Regions from separate parts of the Ovis aries genome. Here region 1 is linked to region 2. Evidence: chromatin contacts called from public Hi-C data. All regions are on one chromosome and are shown on one strand. Each heading gives the region's core, a stretch centred on a gene start, on an enhancer-like site or on the middle of the called end of the contact. The rest is flanking DNA. Distances are from core to core; before and after follow the strand shown.

Region 1 (5,793 bases), core at 1,546-4,045, 180 kb after region 2:
AATCCCAGGGCTGATCTCCTTCAGAATGGACTGGTTGGATCTCCTTGCAGTCCAAGGGACTCTCAAGAGTCTTCTCCAACACCACACTTCAAAAGCATCAATTCTTTGGTGCTCAGCATGACAACAGGAAAAACCATAGCTTTGGACCTTAGTCGGCAAAATAATGTCTCTGCTTTTTAATATGCTATCTAAGTTGGTCATAACTTTTCTTCTAAGGAGTAAGCATCTTTTAATTTCATGACTGCAGTCACCATCTGCAGTGATTTTGGAGCCCCAAAAAAATAAAGTCTGACACTGTTTCCACTGTTTCCCCATCTATTTCCCATGAAGTGATGGGACCCAATGCCATGATCTTCGTTTTCTGAATGTTGAGCTTTAAGCCAACTTTTTCACTCTCCTCTTTCACTTTCATCAAGAGGCTTTTTAGTTCCTCTTCACTTCCTGCCATAAGGGTGGTATCATCTGCATATCTGAGGTTATTGATATTTCTCCCAGCAATCTTGATTCCAGCTTGTGTAGCTTCCAGTCCAGCATTTCTCATGATGGACTCTGCATATAAGTTAAATAAGCAGGGTGACAATATACAGCCTTGACGTACTCCTTTTCCTATTTGGAACCAGTCTGTTGTTCCATGTCCAGTTCTAACTGTTGCTTCCTGACCTGCATACAGATTTCTCAAGAGGCAGGTCAGGTGGTCTGGTATTCTGTCAAATATTGATTCAAGAGAGAACAAAACATATGTTACCTTCAGATACTAGGTCCACAATTCTATTTCTGTAAGTCACAGACCCTGACACAAGTGTGCCAAGCATAATATTACATTAATCTCCATCTTCATTTGAAACCTCTGTGGCAAAAATAATTTCAAAAGGAACACAGCAGGAAAAAAGCAAGATATCAAGGTATCTATCTGTGGTATAATGCCAGTTTTGTTCTACAAACTGAGTGTATATAATCTAAAGATTTCAAAGCATGAACAATAATGGCTATTTCTGGATCATGGAATTAGACATATTTGTGTTTACCTCTTAGTGTTTTTCCAGGTTTTCTACAATTAATATCTATCATTTTAGCATATTTTTAAATAAAGTTTTTCTTATTAAACAGTATGGGAACGTGAATCAGAAATGGAATATCAATATAATATACTAGCCTCTTTGTAGGCTTCCTCTTATCTGAAGAATAAGAGCTAAAATTAAAAAGACTTCATTTATCTGAACTTTGTAATTCTTAACTTAGAAGTTCAAAAGCCAAGTGTCCAATAACACCCCCAGGGCTGAACAACTACTTTTCTAGGAACAAGAAATTTTTACTGATTTTGCAAACCTGTCACAAAGAAAACCTGTCTCCCTTAACTAATGCATCTAAATTTCTCTATCACTAGCCATGCTATACAACTGTCATTTATTAAAAATGTCCTGATGTCACTTAAGATTTCACAGGAGCAGAGCCCTTAGTAAACACTGCCACATGCCATTTCTGATATTTCTGGCATCTCAGGAAACACAAAACACAATGGTGGAATCTTAAGGGAATGGCACTCCAGTATTCTCGCCTGGGGAATTCCATGGTCAGAGGAGCCTGGTGGGCTACAGTCCATAGGGTCACAAAGAGCCAGACACAACTGAGCAACTAACACTTCCACTAAAACTGGGGTACCTGGCAGTCCATCACTCTAAGAAGCCAACGTCCTCAGTTTACAAATGAGGACACGGTGGCCCAGAGAGGTCAAATGTGTCTTCCAAGGCCACACAGCTGGTGGGGCAGGGATAAGTCCAGATCACCAGCTCCACTGTGACCAAGTGCTCTATCCACCACTACATCTCGGCACATACTCCACCACAGGTTAAATTCATATTAGCAAAACGAGTAGAACAAGACAAGAAATGTATTCCGTCAAAAATGAAATGCATGCAGGAAAAGAAAAGCAGAGACTCAAAGCTGGGCTAAACTAGCTGAGGCTCTGCCCATAACCCGCTCTGCCGGAGTAACAATGGCTGCAGTGTGAGCGGGCAGCAGGTGCCGTGAACACAAACCGCCTGTCGTGCCAAAAGCTTTCTGGTCCTGTACTTGTCCTGCTGATGACAGCACGGCTCCACTGCTCGAAGCAGGGCAAGAGGTTTTCAACAAGAGAAAACAACACTGGCAACTGTGAGCCACCTGTGGGTGAGACGAGGGACGCGTGCTCACCCCATCGTTGGCAGTAAATAATCTACCAAATGATCAGACATCAAGTCTGAGCCTCCTCCTTCCAAAAGTTTTAGGGAAGAGATATTATTGATTTCAAAAATTAAGAAACAGAGTGGGGTCATTTTGTAAAGTACAGAAACAGCAAATCTTTATGTTGTGTACCTAGGACTAACAGTGTTGTAGGTCCATTATACTTTAATAAAACATTGTTTGAAAGAAAGAAAGGAAGGAACAGGAAGGAAAGGAAAGAAGAGAGTCACCAACAACTAAAATAAAATAATCCTAATGCTTCATCTCTTATGCCAGATACAAGCGTGAGGGGTAAGCAAGACTTTTCCTCACTTCCTCTAAGTGACATATACGAACACTGCTCCTCTTCACTTCTTTCTCAGCATTCACCTATAGCATCCACACCACGCCAGTCGGAAACCTAGGAGTCCCACAGATGTGAACAGCCTGATGAGTAAGGGAGAGGAGAAGACAGATGGCAGTGACGAACTCAGAAATGCTCCCTGAAAAGCCTTCATTGAGTTCCCTTGCGTCACCCCGTGCCTACTGTGCAGCAGGACCACAAAGGCAGGAACTGTGAAGCCGCTAAGAAAAAAGCTGCATCCAAGGACAATGTGAGCCAGCTTTGTAAGCGGTCAGGATCAACACAATGGCCCCGTCCCGCCTCATCTCAGGAGTCAGGCGCCCGAAAAAAACGCATATTTTTTCCACCCCAAACTTCTCCTTCCCCGCTATCTATTTCCATGGCTGGACCCTGGAGGAAAGACAATATCGACAGTTTATTCATCCCCTTCTGTGCCTCTGCTCTGATACTAAAGGTTAATGTCCACAGAGGGCAAAAGGAATCAGATTCTTGTTGCTATTTCACAATGAAATCAAAGCTTGGTAGTGAGTGTTGTTCTAGGGACTCTTGGAAAGTCATTTGTAAGGTAACGACAGTAAGTTTAAATTTAGCAGTCTGATAGAATGAACTCTGACCTGCTAATCAAATTTGGCACAGTCTTGCTGAAATCACAAAATTATCTTTCTCAATGACAGACTAAACAGAATTAGATCAGATTCATTGATTTTGAAATCCTTTCTTACTGGGAACCCTGACTGGGTGCTACTTTGTTCTTTATCTTCACTCAGTATCTTTGGCAAAATGTGCCCATAGATACTGCCACTGTTTGAGAATCTTAAATGTATGGTTAGCACTTTTTCCCCATTTTAATATCGCAGGGAAAGTTTGTCCTTCCTAAGCCTGATTCCAGAAGTATTAGCCAAGCCAATTCAATACTTCTGAAATTTCTCTCTCACAATGATCAGGAGGACCAGGCAAGAATATGTCAGAAAACATTCCTTTCGTGGTGTGGGAAATTTTATTTTAAAAACTTAGATTGAGAGTATTGATAACTTCACATCTTAAAATATTTGGGAGAAGGGAGTATAAGTTATTTGAAATAATGAGGACTGTGTTTTAAGTTACACATCACCAGCAACTGAAATCTATAAGCGAAACTGGCACCCAATGAAGTCTGTGGAGACATGACAATTTTGAAAAGGTTTCATACAGTAATGTCCCCTGTCATGCTCTCAAGTAAAGAGGGTTGCAACACTTTGGAAGGGGAGGAATTTATGCTTTCTAATGTTCTAAAAACTGTTCTTTGAAAGCAAACTTGGTTCAAAATTGGAAAAAGAGTACAAAGGATAAGGCTGTCTATCATCATCCTACTTAATTATATGAAGAGTACATCATGCAAAATGCCGGGTTGGATGAATCACAAGTTGGAATCAAGACTGCCAAGAGAAATATCAACAGCATCAGATATGCAGACTCTAATGGCAGAAAGTGAAGACGAACTAAAGAGCCTGTTGGTGAGAGTGAAAGAGAAGAGTGAAGGAGATGGCTTGAAACTCAGTATTCAAAAAACTAAGATCACAGCATCCAGTCCCATCACCAGATGGCAAACAGATGGGGAAAAAGTGGAAACAATGGCAGATTTTATTTTCTTGGGTTCCAAAGTCACTGAGGACAATGACTGCAGTCGTGAAATTAAAAGACGCTTGCTCCTTGGAAGAAAAGCTATGACCAACCTAGACAATGTATTAAAAGGCAAGAACATCTCTTTAATGACAAAGGTCCATCTAGTAAAAGCTTTGATTTTTCCAGTGGTCATGTATGGATGTGAGAGTTGGACCATAAAGAAGGCTGAGCAAGGAAGAATTGATGCTTTTGAAGTGTGGTGTTGGAGAAGACTCTTGAGAATCCCTTGGACTGCAAGGAGATCTAACCAGTCCATCCTAAAGGAGATCAACCCTGAATATTCATTGGAAGGACTGATGCTGAAGCTCCAATACTTTGGCCACTTGATGCAAAGAGCCGACTCAGGAAAAGTTAAGCAGCAAGGATGCTTCTGCTGCAATATAATGGTTTCTTTTTCCACCAAAATAGCCACACATGAAAGTTAAAAGGAATATTTGAATTGATCCAAATACAGTAAACATTTTATTTCTTAAATCTCCAGGCTACATTTTACAATATGCCAAATAACTGCCACCAATGAAAGGCACTCTTGGGTCTGAGGGATTACGATTTGTGTTTTTTGGCATGGAGAACACTCTCCATACCTCCCTCCTCCCCCACCCAAGGAATACGAACATATGCTGGAATCCATCCAAACACAACCTCAGTTTTAACAAGGGGAATATCAGTTATTTTAGAATCATTTCCTGTAGCCATTTTTTTAAAGGATAAAAAAAATTGAATTCTATTTTTTTTAGAAACTAAACTGAACATGCCAAACGTCTGCCTTCACAAAGTTTCCTTTAAAAATCTATTTAAGGGGAGGGGAGGGCATGAGAACTAGGCTGTCCAGAAGGTAGTTAACCCAACAGTCTAAAAATTCAATACGGGATGGAGGTGCGGGGGATGAGGAAAGGAGGACAAAGAGAAAGGAAAGGAAGGTACAGGAGAGAAAAGTTACACAATGATCTCTAGGATTAAAAACCTGAAGAGTTCACAGGCTCAACAAATACCAACGGCCAATGTTCAAAATACTGCATAGCAAAGAAGAAGTTTAAAAAAAAAAAAAAAAAAAAAGACCAAAATGCTACTCAGCCCAAGAGCAAGGTTCCTAAATTCGGGGGTTCCTGCCAAAAAATACAAAGTCCAAAGCCCAGGTATGCAGATGATGTACTAGGTCAGTGGACATGTCCATGGATCTTCACTTTTCTAACTGGACCCAAACGATACTGATTCACAACAGTCCCACAGCTGGGAACCACTGACTTACTGCATTTCCTTACTGAAAAAAGTTCTGGAACGTTTTTATTATAATAACGGATAATGCTTTTGCTAGGTGCTTTCCACTAATCTTTCATCCTGAAGTAGGAACTATTTCTATGCCTATCTTTTTAAATGGGGAAATTTGAGGCATGAAGAGGTCAAATGATTTGACTGATGTTACACAGCTTTTAAATCAAGAACGTGGGATTTTTGGCCAAGTTCCATCTGCCCTGTATTTTCTTAGCACTCTGATCTGGTGAATTTTAGCAAGCTAAATCTGCTTACCATTCTCCAGTCTAAGGTTGTCATATAACTAATCACCTTAA
Region 2 (5,836 bases), core at 1,817-4,316:
GGAATCTTAACCACTTCTCATTAATCAGCCTCTCTTACTTTCTGTACCTGAAATGGTATTTAAAGCGACCAAAAGCCATTAAAAAATAAAAAGATCCCTGAAAGATGATATTAACACTATTCACAAAGAGGAAGCATTTCAGAGGTTTCAAATGCAACATGCATAAAAATTGGAAAGCTTACCTTGATGACCTGTTGGGGCAGAAACAATGAGTCTAAAGAGAAATCACAAGTTACATCCATTCTGCTAAGCCATGAAAAAGATACTTCATTTTACCTCGTTCTCTGGGGTGGGAGATGACGTTACAGAACTAAGGGACCCTTTCCTAGAACCCTGAAGATCTGCTGGGATGGAGACAGGGCGTTCCCACTGAGTCGTCCCTGTTGGTATGTGCCAGTAATAGGTCCCAGCGATGTCACTGACTCTCTTCCAGCCCGGTGGCAAATCTGGATCAGTCTGAAAGGAGTGGTCACTCCATATATCTGCTGGAAAATGGAAGAAAAAAAAAAAAAGAGAGAGAGAGAGGGTTTTATTAAAAGAAGAAACAACTACAGTTTTCTGGTTTTAGTTCCAATAGTCAGAAGAACTCCGCAGGCAGATATGTCCATAGCCCAAATGAGAACTAAAGCCATCCTACAAACACCAAGTATGTTAAGAGGGGGAATACAGAAAGGAAGAAAGAACTGCAAGGTTGACCCTTGATAACACGGATAGAAAGGACCCATTATCATCATTTTATAGTTCCAAGGACCCTATGAACAGGCTAAAGCTCCATTAGTCAGAATCAACTACTCAAACAAAATCTGCAAGATTACACACAAAATCTATGGAGCCCCTTTGTAACTTAGTAAGATTCACCGTTTGGGGTCACACACCCAGCAGTGAGTTCGATTCTAACTTTCTTTGCTTTCTGGATGACTTGCTGGATTTATGGGTACTGCACTTGTTATCTTTGCTTTAACAACTCCTCCCATTTGATGGTAAACACCTAAAAGCAGCCATGTCTTTTGTAACACTCTGGAATTCCAAACTGCACACAGAAGATCCCCAAAGAAGACAGACTGATAAAGCCTCAGAATTCAAAAAGGAACTCTAAAAACAGAACAATAATGTAAATACAGGAATGAGCATAGTGTGGAACACAATAGAGAATGGTGGGGACTGTGGCAAACCGGTGAAAGTGAAAGTTGCTCAGTCGTGTCCAGCTCTTTGCAACCCCATGGACTATACAGTCCATGGAATTCTCCAGGCCAGAATACTGGAGTGGGTAGCCTTTCCCTTCTCCAGGGGATCTTCCCAACCCAGGGATGGAACCCAGGTCTCCCACATTGCAGGCAGGTTCTTTACCAGTTGAGCCACAAGAGAAGCCCAAGAATACTGGACTGGGTAGCCTAGTCCTTCTCCAGTGGATCTTCCCAACCCAGGAATCGAACCGGGGTCTCCTGCATTGCAGGCGGATTCTTTACCAACTGAGCTATGAGGCAATCCAGTAAGCATGTACAAAGTCCAAAGGCCTTTAAATTAAAAAAATAATTCTTTATGCACTGTGTGTATGTATGTGTGTATGTGTGTGTGCGGGGTGGGACAAATAAAATACATCTACTGGGCAATTTCTGCCATCTCTGGACCATATCAATATTTTATTAGTTTACTGGATGATTATTTGCTTTTAAATATCTCATTTTGGGCTTTCTTATAAAATGGGCTAAAGTACTAGAGAAGAGAGGAGAGAAGAGGAAGCAGAGTAAGAAATCCATAGAGTGAGAGGCATGATGGAGAAATTACAAGCAGCTGGATGAACATACATAGGTAGGAAGACATAATCAATTTGCATTCTACATTGGGGGATCACTTTATTCTGAGGAGAGGCCCTTTCTTACGTGGCCATTCATAAGAGGCTGGAGCCAGTACAGCAATTCAAAGAAACTGGGCTGGCCTTGCCCTGTGCAAATGTCACCGCATCATGTCACTGAGACTGCTACCGTCGCCAAGATGAAAAAAAGAAGCCAAACAAAGACGTTGATTAAGATGATGGCACAGATGTGCATTCATGAGGGTGTTTGGCATCCCAGCATTTGCTTTTCTCATTTAAATCTGTCAGAGGCAAAACTGCCGCTTGTCTCAAATTATGATGGAAACTTCCCCTCCCCCTACAGGAAATTAAGCATGATTAAATAATTTCAAGTTACCCAAATCTTTCACAAACAACTCGAAGCAAATATGTGCATACACTCCTCTGTCTTGTCTCCTTGTTGGGGGGGCGGGGTGTGTGAGGGTTGTTTCTGCAGTTTGGTTTAAGGCCAAGGGGTAAACTAGGTCCCAGTGTAGAAACGGATGCCATTTTTTCAGAGACCTGAGTAAGATCAGCTTGGGGGAATTCAGAACATGAGTAAATGGGGATGGGAACAAAAGAAAGAACACAATGGCTTCGAGTCTGAGGCCTGCTGACCTGACCAGGGTTACAGAGCTGGTAACTGAGCACACCAGGACCCACCCTGGAGCCTGGGTACATCAACGCCAGGACACTGCCATTGCAGGCTTTGCATAGGGGCCTCCCTCCTTTACTCCCTCATTAAATCTGCATCCAGTAAACTCAGGCCACCTCAGCTGGTCTGTGGATCTGCAGCCTCTCCCATTAGAAGCCTGAGCTTCAAATTCCACCCCCAGACACACGGCGGAGGCTGAGATCCCACCTGTTTCTCCCTCCGCCCTTCCCCACAGGATCTCACACCTAAGAAGCTTTATGGTCTTCTGTCCTGTCATCGCTGCATCCCTGCCTCTTACTGAAGGTGCCTTCAAGGAGAAGAGGTTCACTGGTAGGTGTGGAAAGGTACAGGTGTCCTTTCCAAGTGGCCCACTTCACTGTGTGCAGTTCTGTCCCAGAAGCAGGGCCTGCAAGTCCGAGTATAAAAATAGCAAGGCTGACAGCCCCAAGAAAGTCCCTCTTGTGCTGAGAATCTCTTGGGCCAAGAGTGATACTTGGCAAAGGAACAAGGGGCCTGTCTGTGAGCAGCAAGGACCCGCCTTTCCAGCCGCCTCTGGGCGCCAGTGCCCGGGCCTGGCTCCACCCCTGGGACTGGGCTCTCCTCCGCAGTTGGGTCTGTGAGTGAGGCAAGCCAGCCTCTCCTCACCCTCTCCCTTGGGCTCACTAGCAGGAACCGAAGGGTCAAATGGAAACAAATGAGCATCTAGCAGCAGCTGGAAATTTCCCTTTCTGCTCAGGAGGCCACAGGAAGGAGGGATGGGTGAGCTGGGATGCTAAATTTGGTAACGTCTGCAGCACAGAGCACAAAAGTCTCCCTCTGGTCCTCTGAATGGCCCTCACTCCCTTCCTCAACAGCTGCTGTGTGCCCAGTGCCTCAATGTGCAAGGCAGGGGGTGAGGACCTTGTGAACAAAGAGGAGACAGATGAACTCCTTCCACAAACATTTCCTGCTTACTCTGTGCCAGGCATGGTTCCAGGGCTGGGGGCACACAGGTCATCAGATAGACCTAGCCAGACCCTGCATCCGAGACCTGGGTTCTCAAGCATCAGTCACCTGGAGAACCTGCTAGAACACAGATCGTCGGGTGCCAGCCTCCCACCCTCCACCCCCACCCCAAGCTTCTGACTCGGTCGCTCTGAGGTGGGGCCTGAGACTCTGCATCTCTAACAGTTCCCAGGTGCTACTGATTTCATGCTGTTGGCTTTGGGAACCAGACTTTTTAAAAATGACTGGTCTGGGAAAACAAAAGGTAATCATTCTTATCTACCAAATGCCATCTGACTCCTGGCTTCAGAAAACAGAAAATGTGAATTATACTTCATCATTCATTCATTCACCCACTTATTCACGCATTCTCGTGCACAGAGCGACTCTACTACATACCAAGCACTACTCTAGAAGCTGAGAATGTACAGCAATGAATAAAAGAGGCAATTTACGGATAATGGCGTCAGTTGTGTCTGGTGATGGGCTATTTGGTAGGATAGTCTGAAGAAAGAACAATGTCACCCCCAAACAGAAGGGGCTGGCCTTGGGAAGAGACTAGGGAACAGCATTCCTGGAAGAGGGAATCTCAAGTGCAAAGTCCCTGTGGCAGGAAAGAGGCCGTCATGTCATTACAGCAGAAGGTCACGTGAATGAGAGATGAGTGGTCCAGAATAAGACTTAACTCCATAAGAGCTAAGAATTCACCCTCTATGCAAAGGAAAACTCGTGAAGTTCTTGTGTGGTCTGTGTTTTCAAAATCAGAAAAGCAATCTGCACAATGCTCCCATTCTTGGAGAAGAAAAACCTCTCTCTTCTGAAGTCTCAGCTGCAGCTGCTGCTGGCTACTCTTTCTGAGCAATGTTATTCCCAAAGGAGCCAGGCTCCTAGGTCCAAACTGCTGTATATGAATTTAGCGTTAAAACCGTTTCTCTGCTCACCAGTGGTCTGCTTCCATTGACTCTCTCTCTCTCTCTTCTTCTCTTACTCACTACTTAGCCCCTTTATTTTTTCTGGACCTAGAACTTTGTTGTCAGGAAACAGCAAGAAAGTTCTTCATCCCCTCCAGCTTCATCATTGACTTCTGGCGACAAGAGCACAGAGCCAGGACTCCAGGTCAGGATCATTTATTATAGGTTTGCTGAGGCTTCCAGGCAGCACATGGAGGCTGCTTAGAAGGTGGTTTGAAACTGTCCTAAGTCAAAGGAACTGGCAAAAATGATAACTATGGAGACAAGGGGATGAGCCCTAAATGCCCCAAATCTGTGAATTCTCAGAATTCTGACCTGCTGGCCTGCCGACAGAGGGGAGGAAAGCTTGCCCCAGTCTCAGCGCCTCTGCTCTTTCTTATATTTATTTGCAAGGCCTATCTAGGACTCTGAAGTGTCTATCACAGCCTCACAAAAATTACACATTTTACTCCATTGAGCTTTCCTGTGGTTGCAGTCTTCTGACATCTAATAAAACTCTTGACAGTTTTGAGAGTGTTGATTTTCTAACTCTTTCTCCTATATTTTCCTTTAAAAAAGTTAAGATTTTTCATGTTTTTGAAATAGAGAGTTCTTTGTAACTGAGGATTTTCCTGTTGAAAATTCTTGAGTAAATGTTCCAAGAACTCACAATTTAAACGGTCCTTAAATTTGGGCCTTATAATACTACATACTTTGTGTATTTTTATCCAGTATTTTGGCATAAGCGCAACACAATATTTCTTAATTTAAACTCACTGGGGACATAAGTCTTTGCTAGGCTTACTCAACTAAATTTGTTTCAAGGCTATATTACTGACAAGAGCTCTGGAGTCAGTCAATAGCCTTGAATCTCAGCTCCAACGCTGGCTAGCCGTGTCATCTCAGACAAATGGCTTAATTTCTAATGGCCTGTCTGCTTACTATGACAGAACTGATGACAGCTTCTACACCATACAGTTGATGTGGAACACAGGGCTCAGCACAAAGCCAGGCACGTAATAACCACTCAGTAAATCTCGGTTACTAGTCACTATTAATTTCTTCATTCAAATGTGGCTTTAGGGGAAAAGACTGTGGAGAAAATACATTTTGAAATGGCATCAACCACAGCGCACTTCACTGAAAAACTAAGATTCCCAAATGTGATTTTTACTAAAAAGGTAGTTTTTATTTAGATCAAGAAAAGTAGATGAGCATGTTGGCCACTCACATGTCCATTCAGAAGCAAAGCCTCAGATGAGGACACACTGGTTTGAGTTTGTGGCATCTCTTTAAACAGCATGTGGCTGCTTTATGTCATGCAGCTAGGCCATTAAAGTAGAAATGAAACGAGAACAAAATAGCTTATGAAGTCTAAGTATTATTTCAGGCACCCTTCTTTAGAGACTGCTCTGC

What was found. Hi-C and Micro-C count contacts between places; a contact is called where the count stands out from the background.
Region 1: a contact with region 2 is called in a Hi-C map of hypothalamus, with 1.7 times the contacts expected there. The contact joins two enhancer-like sites. A contact is called at or near these places in 3 of 16 Hi-C or Micro-C datasets (hypothalamus, skin fibroblasts and tail adipose tissue).

Annotation. Positions count from the first base shown.
Region 1 is chr6:60,727,411-60,733,203 of ARS-UI_Ramb_v3.0, forward strand. The region is part of intron 2 of APBB2 (amyloid beta precursor protein binding family B member 2); the gene reads right to left. Among named protein-coding and RNA genes, the nearest start is that of APBB2, 78 kb to the right of the region's middle. Within about 2 kb of position 2,796, at least 14 of the 54 cell types and tissues checked have an H3K27ac peak or open chromatin away from gene starts, as enhancers often do. A contact at or near this core is called in hypothalamus, where this site is marked.
Region 2 is chr6:60,549,470-60,555,305 of ARS-UI_Ramb_v3.0, forward strand. It overlaps APBB2 (amyloid beta precursor protein binding family B member 2), which reads right to left. Exons shown (of 18, transcript XM_060417057.1): 8 at 277-482. Among named protein-coding and RNA genes, the nearest start is that of NSUN7, 170 kb to the left of the region's middle. Within about 2 kb of position 3,067, at least 24 of the 54 cell types and tissues checked have an H3K27ac peak or open chromatin away from gene starts, as enhancers often do. A contact at or near this core is called in hypothalamus, where this site is marked.